2 separate regions of the Triticum aestivum genome follow, and region 2 is linked to region 1. A link is a contact called in public Hi-C data. All regions are on one chromosome and are shown on one strand. Each heading gives the region's core, a stretch centred on a gene start, on an enhancer-like site or on the middle of the called end of the contact. The rest is flanking DNA. Distances are from core to core; before and after follow the strand shown. Region 1 holds the start of LOC123112392 (serine carboxypeptidase-like 9). Region 2 holds the start of LOC123112395.

What was found. Hi-C and Micro-C count contacts between places; a contact is called where the count stands out from the background.
Region 2: a contact with region 1 is called in a Hi-C map of leaf, with 5 times the contacts expected there. The contact joins the promoter of LOC123112395 here to the promoter of LOC123112392 in region 1. A contact is called at or near these places in 2 of 5 Hi-C or Micro-C datasets (both in leaf).

Annotation. Positions count from the first base shown.
Region 1 is chr5B:450,598,253-450,604,526 of IWGSC CS RefSeq v2.1, forward strand. LOC123112392 (serine carboxypeptidase-like 9) reads left to right here and starts at 2,375. Exons shown (of 13, transcript XM_044533369.1): 1 at 2,375-2,651; 2 at 2,720-2,859; 3 at 3,798-3,874; 4 at 3,952-4,077; 5 at 4,161-4,263; 6 at 4,476-4,513; 7 at 4,646-4,747; 8 at 4,816-4,896; 9 at 5,234-5,305; 10 at 5,664-5,782; 11 at 5,868-5,981; 12 at 6,072-6,117; 13 at 6,223-6,274. The coding sequence starts at 2,464.
Region 2 is chr5B:451,145,296-451,151,624 of IWGSC CS RefSeq v2.1, forward strand. LOC123112395 reads right to left here and starts at 3,459. Exons shown (of 1, transcript XM_044533372.1): 1 at 2,664-3,459. The coding sequence starts at 3,346. The coding sequence ends at 2,987. LOC123112396 (exopolygalacturonase) reads right to left here. Exons shown (of 3, transcript XM_044533373.1): 1 at 6,276-6,329; 2 at 5,589-5,920; 3 at 4,484-5,078. The coding sequence ends at 4,591.

The DNA.
Region 1 (6,274 bases), core at 1,125-3,624:
GTCCAACATTTCATATTTTTCCTGATGATCATCCCTTGAAAACTGCATTAATTGTCTCATATTTTATCGACTTACCAAATAATCTATATTTTCTTTGGCAAGTCAATAAGTGATTGCAAAAGGACAAAAATCATAACATAATTTGGTAAATATTTATTCACACAATCATATAATATGAAATTATGGGCTAATGTACTACAATATTTATACCTCGTAGCAATGCACAGATAAATACCTATATAAATAAAATTAGAGACAAAAAATTGGACAAAGAAACAAAATAAGCCACCAAGTGAACGAAGTGAACGAGCGTCACGTGCAATACTATGTTGTCGGACTTACAACTCGCTATAGGTCTTTTTTTTAATAATAGCTCGCTATAGGTCAGCTATATGCATATCTCATTCAACGTGCTACAAGTTTCCTTAACGGTAAAACTTATCTTTATTGCTCAAATGAAAGGTTTACAGGAATAACATACAGGTCGGCGGGAAATCCCAAACACAAGCAGCACCCGTTTTCGAAAGAACTAGAGCATTTAGCTAAATTGTGAGCTTCTTTGTTCAACTACCGCCCTTCAAATATAAAGGCACAACTAGCAAACTTCTCTTGCCTGGGCCATAATTTCATGATAGAGTACCTTCCATCCGTGCCATTTTTTATATCTGAGACCTCCTGCTTACTATCACACGTGCGATAACAACTTTGTCAAGAGCTAGATCAAGTGCAAGGGAAAGTGCGCCCTTCTCGGCATGCAAGGGCCTCAAGAGTAGCCGGGTCGACAATGTCCCAAAAAACCATAGCCGAAGAGCCCATGAACAAGTCATTATGGTCCCTGCATACAGCCACGGATGCTCCTTTCTTGATAACTCACCATCAACATGAATCTTTGCCCGCTACAAGATGGAAGGCGAGCAAATGCTCACCGCTCCCCGCGCCAGAGTAAATGGGCCGACCTAGGTAAGTGAAGATCTGTCCTCGAGAACCTGCAAATCCCTGGTAGCTTTTTTCTTATCGATTTTTGGTCAGACATTCTTTTTACTTCAATCGATTTTCTATAAAAATAATCTATAATGTTTTATAGATATTACCAGAATTTTAAAATATTATTGAATTAAAAATTATAAGATGTTTTAAAATACTATCAAATTTAAAACGACTTTAAAATATTCTAAGAAGTATTCTCATTTTTAATGTTAATAAAATTCCACAAATGTGTAGGAATTTTAAGAAGTTCACAAATTTTTAAAATGGTCAAAAATTTGAAAAATATTCTCATGTCTCAAAAAATGTTCCCAAATATCTTGAATTTGAAAAAAAAAATCACTAACCTGAAAAATGTTTGTATTTTTTTAAATTTCCACGAATTTGAAAATTTGCATGAATTTTAAAAAGATCATAAATTGGAAAATGTTCTCAAGTGAAAGTTGTGACTAACGAAATCTCAAGCTGCAATCAGCGGATCACGATGACCATGGGATGCTACGACCGTTGGTGGCAGATGTTGGAGTGGCTGCTGTAGTGCTACGAATGCGGCGATAGTGTCGCACATTTTTGCTCGAACCGCACACGGTGATACTAGAATTAGCACACGGTGATGTTGGACCACTTGATGCTACCACCCGCGACACTGGTGTTGGAATCATTGACGAGCAAAGCTTCGACCTTCGACTCAAAAAGTTTCAACCGTAGAGGTGTGGAGTTGCAACCGGCAGGAGGAGATGCATCGACGACAACCAAACAGAGCCACAACCAGCAACAAAGGGACACATCGACAGATCAACAGAAAAAGCTTCAACCAGTGGTGCGGCGGCGAGCTTCAAACCGAGCGACCAGTGGTGCGACGGTGAGCTGCAAATGGGGGCGACCAGTGGTGCTTTGGTGACGTCGTCGGCCACAACTCCGGTTTTGTTACACAGGGGTGTCGGCGTGCTTGGACCGGCGAGGCGACAAGCTGCAAATCGACGAGATGGCGTGCTACGGCCGACGAGACGCGCTTCACGCGGCCAACAACGACAAGTCATTAGCGGTGCAGCGAGCTGGGGGAGTCAACCGGTACCGTCAGAGGACGGCTTGCATCCTGTGACGAGGCGGACGCGCGGTGCGCCGGTGACTAGCAACAAGAGAAAAGTGAAGATGGTGACGTGGGAAAGGAAGATCCAATGGCTATACGGACGCGGACCGAACGGCCGTGCGGCGACTGGCCGAATTTTGTGTCGACCGGCGCCTAGAGTCTGCCAAAACTTTTTCATTCCGTGACAAGCACACGTAGCGTCGGTGTCTCTGTATATTGTTTCTATTTCACCGCACGTGTTTCACGTGGTCTCAGTATAATCATGATAGGTGGCCTGTCCGTCCGTGTGAGAGTACAGTAATCAGTAATCACTTTCCCTACCTGTCCTATCATGCTAGCTGGAATCACTTATCGCTTTTTGATGGTCCACCTCCATAAGGTAGATACCCATGGGGTTCAGTGGTTCACGATCGTCAAGTGAAGGGAAGCCATTGGACACCATGGGTAAGGCTTCCTTGTTGCTCCTGAGTCTCGTCGTTCCCTTTGTTCTTCTTCTTCTGCCGGTCTCACGCTCGGCGACGGTGGTGACCCATCTCCCCGGCTTCCATGACCGCCTTCCGTTCCACCTCGAGACCGGGTAAGCCGCAGCACAACCCCTTCCTGCAAGCTTCCATGCTTCTTTGTTTTTCAAGTGATCTTCTGCAGGTACGTCAGCGTGGACGAGGAGACGGGAGCGGAGCTCTTCTACTACTTCGTGGAGTCCGAGAGGAGCCCTGACACAGACCCCGTGATCCTGTGGATGACGGGTGGGCCCTTCTGCTCTGGCATGATTTTCTTCGAAGTTGGTGAGACCCTCATCCTTCGTTCCTCTTGTGTTTACTCGCTAGCTTGCTAGAAGCTGGCCGCCGTTGCTGTCAATTACTACTACATCAGAATCAGATTAAGTTAAAGAGTGAAGTTCACCTTGTATTATTCTCTAATTTGAAGCTAGCTGAGCAGATCATCTGAGTTTGAACATATTTATCAGGTTGTTCGCCTTTTAACGCGCCTGTGAATTTTACAAGATACAAGATAAAGATGTATATTTCTTTGCATGCTAGCAATGGAGCAGTTGACCTGATCAAACTCTCCACAAACTGGATATGCAAAATGGTCTACTAGCTGAATTTGGAAAATATGCGAACATCTTGGAATGCTGAATTGCATGGACTTGTGCACAACTAATTGTACATCAGGTAGTATCTACTCATGGGGTTGGGCTAAAATTAAAAAGGGAAGGGAGGAAAATGGTGTAACAAATGGCGTAAGGGCCCGGTATCATTTGCAAACCTGATAATGTGGACATGAATGGCAGCCAGAACTAAAAAAAGTAAAAAAGACTACTCCCAGGCCTCCATTAGGAGGCATATCTCATCCTTTGCCAGCATGAGAAGCGTGGACCTCGTGTTCATTATGCAGAGACCGATTTATCTCTCTTGTCCTTCTTACTCTTGGCTAGTGCCAAGCCAACAAAGCAACCTAGCAAGACGCACAAATGCATACAACCTTCATGTTTTAGACAGTGAAAGGCATTTTGCTAGTCTCTACTCTAGATGACTGAATGCACAGATAAATTTTTGCTGAAAACAAGCTTGTAATTTTTTTTGAAAAAGTGAAGAACACCATGTCATGTTTTCTCAGTTTTGCTCTACTAAAATAACTAGTTTATCCCACTGAACACCTCCATAGTGCTTTCACCACCAGGTAATTTATTTTAATAACGCCAGTGATATTTGCTCCGCAGGTCCTATGAAATTTGTGTTGGCACCTTATAATGGTAGTTTGCCACAGTTGGCCTATAATCCCTATTCATGGTCCAAGGTGAGATATTATTTAATCTTAACATTGATGACACATCTCCGTTCAAGTAAGCATGCAACTTATATTCAGAATTTCAGACAGCAAGCATCATCCTGTTGGATTCACCAGTTGGTACTGGTTTCTCGTACGCTCGTGATGTGGAAGGTTATCACGATATTGGGGATTTCTCCTTTTCTATGCATGTCTTAACATTTCTCAACAAGGTGAAACCAATCTCTCTATGTACTTCAGTTGAAGTTGAAACAAAAGTGTGTGATTCTCTTATCGTCTAATGCATGTGATGCAGTGGTTTACCGACCACCCACACTACCAATCCAATCCTTTCTTTGTTGGAGGAAGTTCATATGCTGGAAAGATGTCTCCAATTATCGCACAACACATTTCGCAAGGTAGGTCTGGACTCTGGATACAAATTCTAAAATAAAAAAGGACATTATAATCTGGTAATTCCAATTGCAGCAAAGAAAACTTAAGATAAAAATTTGTAGGACCAGGATATGTAGTGAATAATCAAATGTTCCAATTCTAGTTTAGAGTTGCTTGTGATTGATCATGGCCTTATCTCCTAGTACTTCTAACATGATCTTCCTTTTGGCTTCAGAAATCGAACTGGGGAAGCAACCCAGGATTAATCTCAAGGCAAGTAAATTCACTAGGCTTCAAGCAACTAATGATTTAATTTAATAAACTACAATAAGTTATGGTAATGAATAAAAGTGTGTTTTCATCACCTTTTGTTCTTTGCTAGTTCATTAATTCCACTATTTATAGGGCTATGTAGTCGGCAATCCTGTTACAGGCTCAGATTATGATGACAATTTCAGAGTACCATATGCTCATGGTGTTGGGATTATATCCGATCAACTATATGAGGTAAATCTACATTCACACGCATCCATAAGTTGCAGTGGTAACACTATTTTCCTTTTCCTTTTTCAAAGGCTGCAATTCGGAATTGTAAAGGAAGCTATATAAGACCGACGGACAAAATGTGTGCCAGGGTGCTAAACACTTTTCAAAATGTAAGATTTGTATTACTAGTACTAGGTTCCAAAATTACTTATACGAGCTGCCATTGGACTTGAGTATATTATATTGGCCCCTTGTATTAATTGCAGCTTGTGTCTGAAATTGATCTGCCACAAATCCTGGGTGTCAATTGTATAAGGGGTATGTTAACACATAAATTTCTATCAGAAGAATACACTCAACTAAGTGATCCGTCTCCTGAGCAACCTACCTTAGATTGTTTTGTAAGTAATTTCCTAGGGTGATCATTTTAAAGAAGATTCACTTTTATTTCGATATGAATTTCTTTTCTGCATTCTGATGATGTGAATTTTGCCTTCTCATGTGTAGGCATACCGTTACTACCTATGTAATATTTGGGCAAACGACGATTCCACGAGAGAAGCTCTTGGGGTGAAGCGGGTAACCAATCATATATGACATGTTTTCCTCTTTATACTAAGTCTCCGTACATATTCAAAAAAACTATATGCATACGTGATCAAGTAGCTAGCAAATGAGATATTTGATTTTTTTTGTCGCCAGATCGCAATGCTACTTTAGCTGGCCTTTCGACACAATGCAGTTTGCAAGATTGACTAAATGATCCAAGAATTGAGTAACATAGTCGTTTCACATGGTTGCAATTCAGACCCATGGAAGTAAATGATGTTATGTAACATATTGGAGTTTCTAGTTGTATTAAGAGTAGACGATCGAGCACCACCCTAACCTTTGTGTAAGATGGTCCAATCATTACTGAAATAATGCATCCATTTAGGGAACAACTGGAGAGTTTATAAGATGCAAGAAAAGTATCCCATACGCATCCGAGGTCCCCAGCAGCATAAAGTACCATTTCAACCTCACAAGCAGGGGCTATCGTGCGCTTGTGTTTAGGTGGAGTATTTATTTTCCTTGGTATTTTACATGTGCTGATTGAAACTTGGTCAACACGTCTTGAAATCACCACCTCTAAGTGCAGCGGAGACCATGATCTTGTGATACCATTTTTGAGCACACATGCGTGGGTTAGATCCTTCAACTTCTCCGTAGTCGATGATTGGAGAGCATGGCATCTTGATGGCCAGGCTGCAGGGTAAAGTAAACATGTTTTTTTCTGTTTACTTTGTTGACATTTCAGTTTTTGGTTACTTGACAAGGAACACATGTGTTGTCTTTGGTGTAGATTTACAATCACATACGCCAACTATATTACATTTGCGACAATAAAGGTACGGTATCTTGTATTTTTCATTCTGTGATATAATGTTGCTGACATGATTGGACAGAAGAAACTGTAACACAACAATAATTATTGGTTAATTGCTGTGCTGAAGCAGGGTGGTGGCCACGTATCCATAGAACACCGACCTAAGGAATGTCTTGCCA
Region 2 (6,329 bases), core at 2,209-4,708, 550 kb after region 1:
TTTGTCTGAAAGCGCAGCTGGATGCGGCACTAATGGCGTCCTGCTCAGGTTGGATGAAGTCGTTGGCTGGCATCGGTTCAAGGTCGAGGAGGAAGGGTTTGGCCGCCTTCTGCGAGGCGGATGGACGTTGTCCCCATGCCCGAGATCGAAGGAGCTCAGAGAGCGCGGCCAAGATGGTCATGCCTCCGGCCGAGAGGCCATTTGAGATCAGATCCTGCTGAGCCGGTGGCTACTAGAGCTCGTCAATGCCATTGTGCAAGGGGTTTTGGATATTTTGGATATTTCAATGTAGACTACATTCACAAATATAAGATGTTTTGGATATTTCAATGTGAACTACATGCAGACTGAAATGAGTAAACAAACACACTAAAACATGTCTATATACGTCCGATTCAGAAAAAAATTTAGCACATCTTGTATTTGTGAACGGAGGAAGTATCAGTTTGCTACTATAGGACGAGAACAAGTCGACAAATGAGGAGAATCAGCGTGGCTTTACATTTCAATGCCAATATGCCATAGTATTCACCTCATTCTTTTCTGCTTAGTTAGGTTCAACTCACGCCTTTTGCTCATAAAAAGCAGTATGGCACCATGCTTGCTAAAATCGGAATACTCAAATAGTCAAAAATCTTGCTGATATATCATCCGTCACAGAAAGCATTGATTTCGTGAAAATGTAAGTAATATTTTCTCAAGAAAGCAAGCATTTTCTGTAAACAAAGTTGCAACGGCAGTATTGATGCACATAGTACACACACTTCAAGGAAATTATTTGTGAAACTAATAAACCTGATGAATTTAAGTATTCATAATTGACATTTACACTAAGTGTCACAGGAAACAGAACAGACTGACAGTAGACTAGTGGGGCAATGAGGCATGACCAAGAATGTTCATCTGCAGTGATAGATTTCTGTCCTCGGAGTTTGTCTTTCCAACAAAGGCGACCCAGTTCATGAATTATTCCACCCACAATCTTTTGAGAAACCCATAACATCTTTAATCTATGTCCCACATGCTACCTTGGTTTCTTTCAATTTTATGCAGGGGCTCTGGGTATCACACAACAGGTTTGGGGCAAGTGCTATATACCAGATACTCAACTTGACCCCTCTGATCTACCAGTAAGAAGACATTCCACAAAATACCAGCTAGTTATTACAGCAGGATTCCATCTGATACAACACAGAAACCCTGAAACGGTCTATTCAGTTCGAGACCTCTCTTGCAGTCACACAATCGTTCCCCAACCACTTCTCCAACAGAACAAACTACCGTACTGGTTAACAGTTTACACTCCTTCATTGATCATAAGGAAAAAAGAAACAGCCATTCCCAGTGTCCTATGCCACTAACCACTACCTACAACATTGTTTAAGCATTATCTCAATGTTTTCATGTTTAGAATTGCTCATGATCTTGTGGACAAAGATAAACGAGATGGTAAACCATCTTGGGCATGGCACAAATATTTAGATAAACAAGTCACCTAAACTTAGGGCTTCTAATAATATGGACTCCTTCCGGGGTACAACGTACCAGAGCTCATGTAAGCCAACACGTGCGGCAGCTGGAGAAGAAAGCAACAAATGAGGCAAGGTCTCCTTGACATTGTACAAACTATGTAGGGAAGCTACTAGGATATCCTTAATATCATATACTCTTTGGTTGGTTTGGGAGTTGGAGTTGGCCTGTTATTTGTGTCAGGATAGTTATTTGCTAGTGTATCCTACAAAGAACACGCGTCTTATGTTATTTCGCCATCTCAGCAAGAATGGATAAACCAGTTTTGCCCTAATCCATATACCAGAGACGTGGCTAGCTGCGAATGAGCCCAGCCACATGCAAGTCGATGATTTCACTATATCCTTTTAGTCTTTTACCCTCTACCCTCGTGTCCTGAGACGCACTCACTCCTTTGCCTTCCTTTCCTCAATATGGCATAATACCAAACTAACTGCACAATGAAGTACAGATTAAGAAGAAGAGACTATTGTTCAGAGTTAATGGTGTCTTGGTAGTGATAGTGCATGTGTAGAAGGTTTGTGTTGAATAATTGATAGGCTAGTTGACATGAAACAAATCAATGCATGTATAAGCTCTGCAAAGTATGAACAGAAAGGAAAATAACTGCAGTAGATATACCTCCTGATTTTCTATCACACCTAACTAGCTACTAATCCAACAAGCAGAGCAATTTTACCGCCAACCATGCTGCCAAGAAATAGATGGGATCATACATCCTTCTAAGGATCAGCAACATTCAAGTGCATGACTGTTCATGGTACCTATTTTAACTCTGAGTTACACAACATGATTCATCACAATTTGCAACAAATGTAGAAACAACAGTCTACTTCAATCACACCAACCCAACCAATTGTTCATATTTTATCAAGTAGTAGAAATAAAGAACAAGCTTACAGTATGTGCTAAGCCTGATCATTTACTGAAGTAACACATTGCGTGTAACCTTTCTTCTATTGAGAGAATGTCCACTTATCATTGGAAAAGAAAAAGAGAGAGGCAATACCCAAGCCCCCCCGAAAGCAAACATCACTTGTAAGTTCTAACAAGCAAGCAACATTTCAAGCTGTTCAATGCGACAACTGATTTATTTATTTTCTGCAACAAGTCATTTCAGGCAAAGAGAGACAGGTACAATCGGTCCTAATTACGCTCGCAAAAGCATGTAGCAAATCATGCCCAAGGAAATAAATAAGGGATACACAAGACAATACAATGCAGAGGCATTTCAAAATGTTTGGGACACCACAGGGCATTTCGAAATGCATACGGTATCTGCCATCATCATCAGATAAATTTCAACAACAAAACAGAAACAGAAATATAGTGTTCCGCCCAGGTCCCATCAATATCAGATTGGTACATCACAAGTTCACAACCAACCCTTATTGGAAGCAAAACAGAACAGAAGCGACCTAGGCTTGGAGGAAGACCTGGGGCGCGCGCGCGCGGATCACTCGGACAGGGCGTCGGCCGAGGCGGAGGCGGCGGCGAGCTCCTGCTGCTGGAGGCGCTCGAGCGCCTTGTGGTGCGCCCAGGTCTCGAGGGTGAGGTCGGGCTTGGCGTTGAGCCCGACGCCGAGGATGACGACGGTGAGGAAGGAGGTGACGTAGCAGGGGAGCTCCCAGTCCTCCCACTTGCGCGACTCGCCCGGCGGCGGCGGCGTGCGGTTCATCGGGTACCCCTTGGGCCGCACCTCGTGGCCGGGCGTCGTCCAGCGGCCCCCGCCGTCGCCGTGCCCGCCGCGGAGGCGCACCGCCGCGCGCAGCCGCGCCCGCAGCATCCCTCCCGCCGCCGACGAGATCGCCCGCATCGTGCCCGGTTGGTGCGCGTGTGCGAGGTGGAGGATTGGAGATCGGAGAGAGAGCGAGGGGTCGCCGATTTGGGGGCTGCTGATCTGCGGAGACGAGGAGGCTGGCTGGGGTGTGGACGCTGCAGAGTGCAGAGAGTGGTGTAAGTGGGCTGGACTTGGTCAGTGAGTTGGGCTACGCTATGAAGAAGTGGGTGATCTTTAGTGGGCCGGAGGTTGGAACGTAGTAGTAGCAAGTAATATTTTCACTTATTTCTAAAAAAAAGTAATATTTTCACTTTGTCTAAAAAAAAGTAATATTTTCACTAAGGACTGCCGAAAAAAAAACTAAGGACTGCCAAAAAAAAGATGAGAATTCCCTCTCCAAATGAGATGTGAATGTGCTTCAAGCATATGTTTTTTCAATATTAGATTTGTGTGTCATTTACTACAGTACATTTACTCGGGTTGTTCACTCAGATACTATAGTTCTACCCTCTCCAAAAAAATTAAGAACTTTATATGTAAAAATGCACAAGAATATGCTTTAAGATTGTTTTATAAAAAATAGCTACACATGTGAATTATTTCCTAGATTTTGGTCGGCTCTTCACCTTGGTACTACGGCTGTTCTTTTGCGAGTCGCGATTTAATAAAGCTGGCCATATTTTTTCAACAAAAACTACTGTGCAACAGATGTTAGTTAATCTCAAATACTGATAAGAAATTCCTTTGTCAATATATCAGTAAAAAAAGTTCTAGAAACTTCTACGCTCACATCTGAAAAATGGATGATAGCTCCATCTACTTGACTTGGCTTTTCATAGGGGAGAAATCATTCTGGAGTATGACAAAAATAGGGCAAAACACAAGGTATTAATCAACTCTTTCAAACTGCCACAGCATACTAAGCTTCAATATTCGTCCATTTTAGGTGGAAGGTTCACTTGAACAAGTACTGACAAGTGCAAATCGGCTCACATTGAATCAGCTTTACAGTCTTGAATTCAAGAACAGAACACAGCCCAGCCAGGGAATCTCCTCCATATATGCAGACAGCAGAAATGAGTACAGCATGCTGTTTGGGATTGGATCGTTTATTTATACACTTCCCAAAAGAATACCCCATGTTTGCAGACAGCAGAAATCAACAAAGTGTGCTGTTTTGAATTGGGATCTTTTATTTAAAGATATGACACAAGAATCGTGGCTTATTCATCGTGGATACATGATACATATCGACATAAGGGTGAGATTCAGCTGGTCTGCTATTGAACATCCAGCGACTGCAAGTCGTGGAACGACAGCCCGTCAATAGTGGATGGCCGGAAGAGGAGCGGGTTAACATCCCACCCTTTCAGGCTTCCTCTCCACCATCTCATGCTGACATTGTCAACCTCCAGGCCTGAGATGTGCTCCAGCATCATACCGCCAGTCTTGTGCTTCACCATCTTCTGACATCCAGGTCTGTAGTCATACAGGCCCCCAGTGTAGTTTGTCCACCTCTTGTAGGTCAGGTCGACATTCTGGAACTTCAAGTTGCGAAGCAAGCCATGCTTCGATCCAGCCAGGAAAACACCGTTTTCTGATATTGATGAGATGTTGATGAAGCGAACATCTGAAATGGTGCCTTCTTTGGAATCAGGGTGCCTTGGACAGGTAGTGATGTAGATCGGTTCAGCTCTCCCCCACCATGAAGGATGGTAGTACCTAGTGCGCATTTTGATATTTGAAAATATCACATCACTAACGTTCCCTGCAAAATTATGTATCTCTAAATCAGGATGCTTAAATGACCCACTAATTAAAGCAATAGCTCAAAGTACAACATACTGTATGTAAAATTTCAAGGTGCCAAACCAATTCAACACTTTATCCAGAGACAAATTTAAGCCCAAGCACTACCTGTTAATTATTACCTATTGCTTGGGCTAGGAGGGGAGAGGGGGTGGTGCCCCCCCCCCCCCCTCCCGTGCCACAAAGTTGCAATCAAAATAGCAGCTTTTTGAAATAAGATATTCACTTATACCACCTAATAGTATGACGGTAGCATTGCTTTCGTGAAGCAAATTTGGTAGCTGATCGCTTAGCTAGCCACTCCTATAGTACAGGTCTTCTGATTTTTGGGAAAGTTCTATCCCCGATTTTAATTCTCAACTTCTTGTAAATGACATGTCTATCATTTGAGAAACAAAGTCTTATTGATGTAAAAAAAAAACCTAATAGTATGATGGTGCATTGGCAATTGCAAGCAAAAGATCAATACCTCCATTACGGATCTGCATTCCAAGTCCTCGATGTGAATCAGCTATAGTTATGTTATCAAAGAGCAGCTTCTCAAAGTTGAAAAAGCTTGCACTTCCAAATTTGATAGCGCATGATTTAGTACGGATCCAGCAATTTGTCGCTGTCAAGTTATAAACAGGCCCTGTGCTAGACTTCGGGCAGATTGCATCATCTCCGGTGTCTATGTGGCAATCGGCGATGATCGTGTTATTTGAATCCTCAATGTCAATCCCGTCATTGTTAGGAGTGTCAAAGTCCCCGTATATAGAGACATTGCGGATCACCGAGTTGTCACACCTGACAAGATGCAGGCTGCAGAGAATGCAAGCATATCAAGTATCACCGACATAATTTCGCCTATCCTACCTAAATTGTAAACATCGATTTGTTTGTGGTGAACCTTCAACGAGTAAAACCAATAACAACAACTGATTTTGAGCATAAAAATAAACAAAAATAACAATGACAACGGTGAATGTGATGTGTGTACTTAACTAATTCTAGTATCATTAGAGTTCAGAAGTCTTCAGACAGAGTGAAAGGATTGGACAAGTCAGTACATTTACATGAGTACACTGCATTTGTTCAATCAGTTTCGAGGTTTCGCCAGTGGCAGTATGTTGTATGAGTACGATCAGAGTGAAGTGAGGGAACAAGAAGTGCTCACCACCAGTAGGCCGGCTGGTTGAGGGTGATGTCATGGACCGCGACGTCCTTGGAG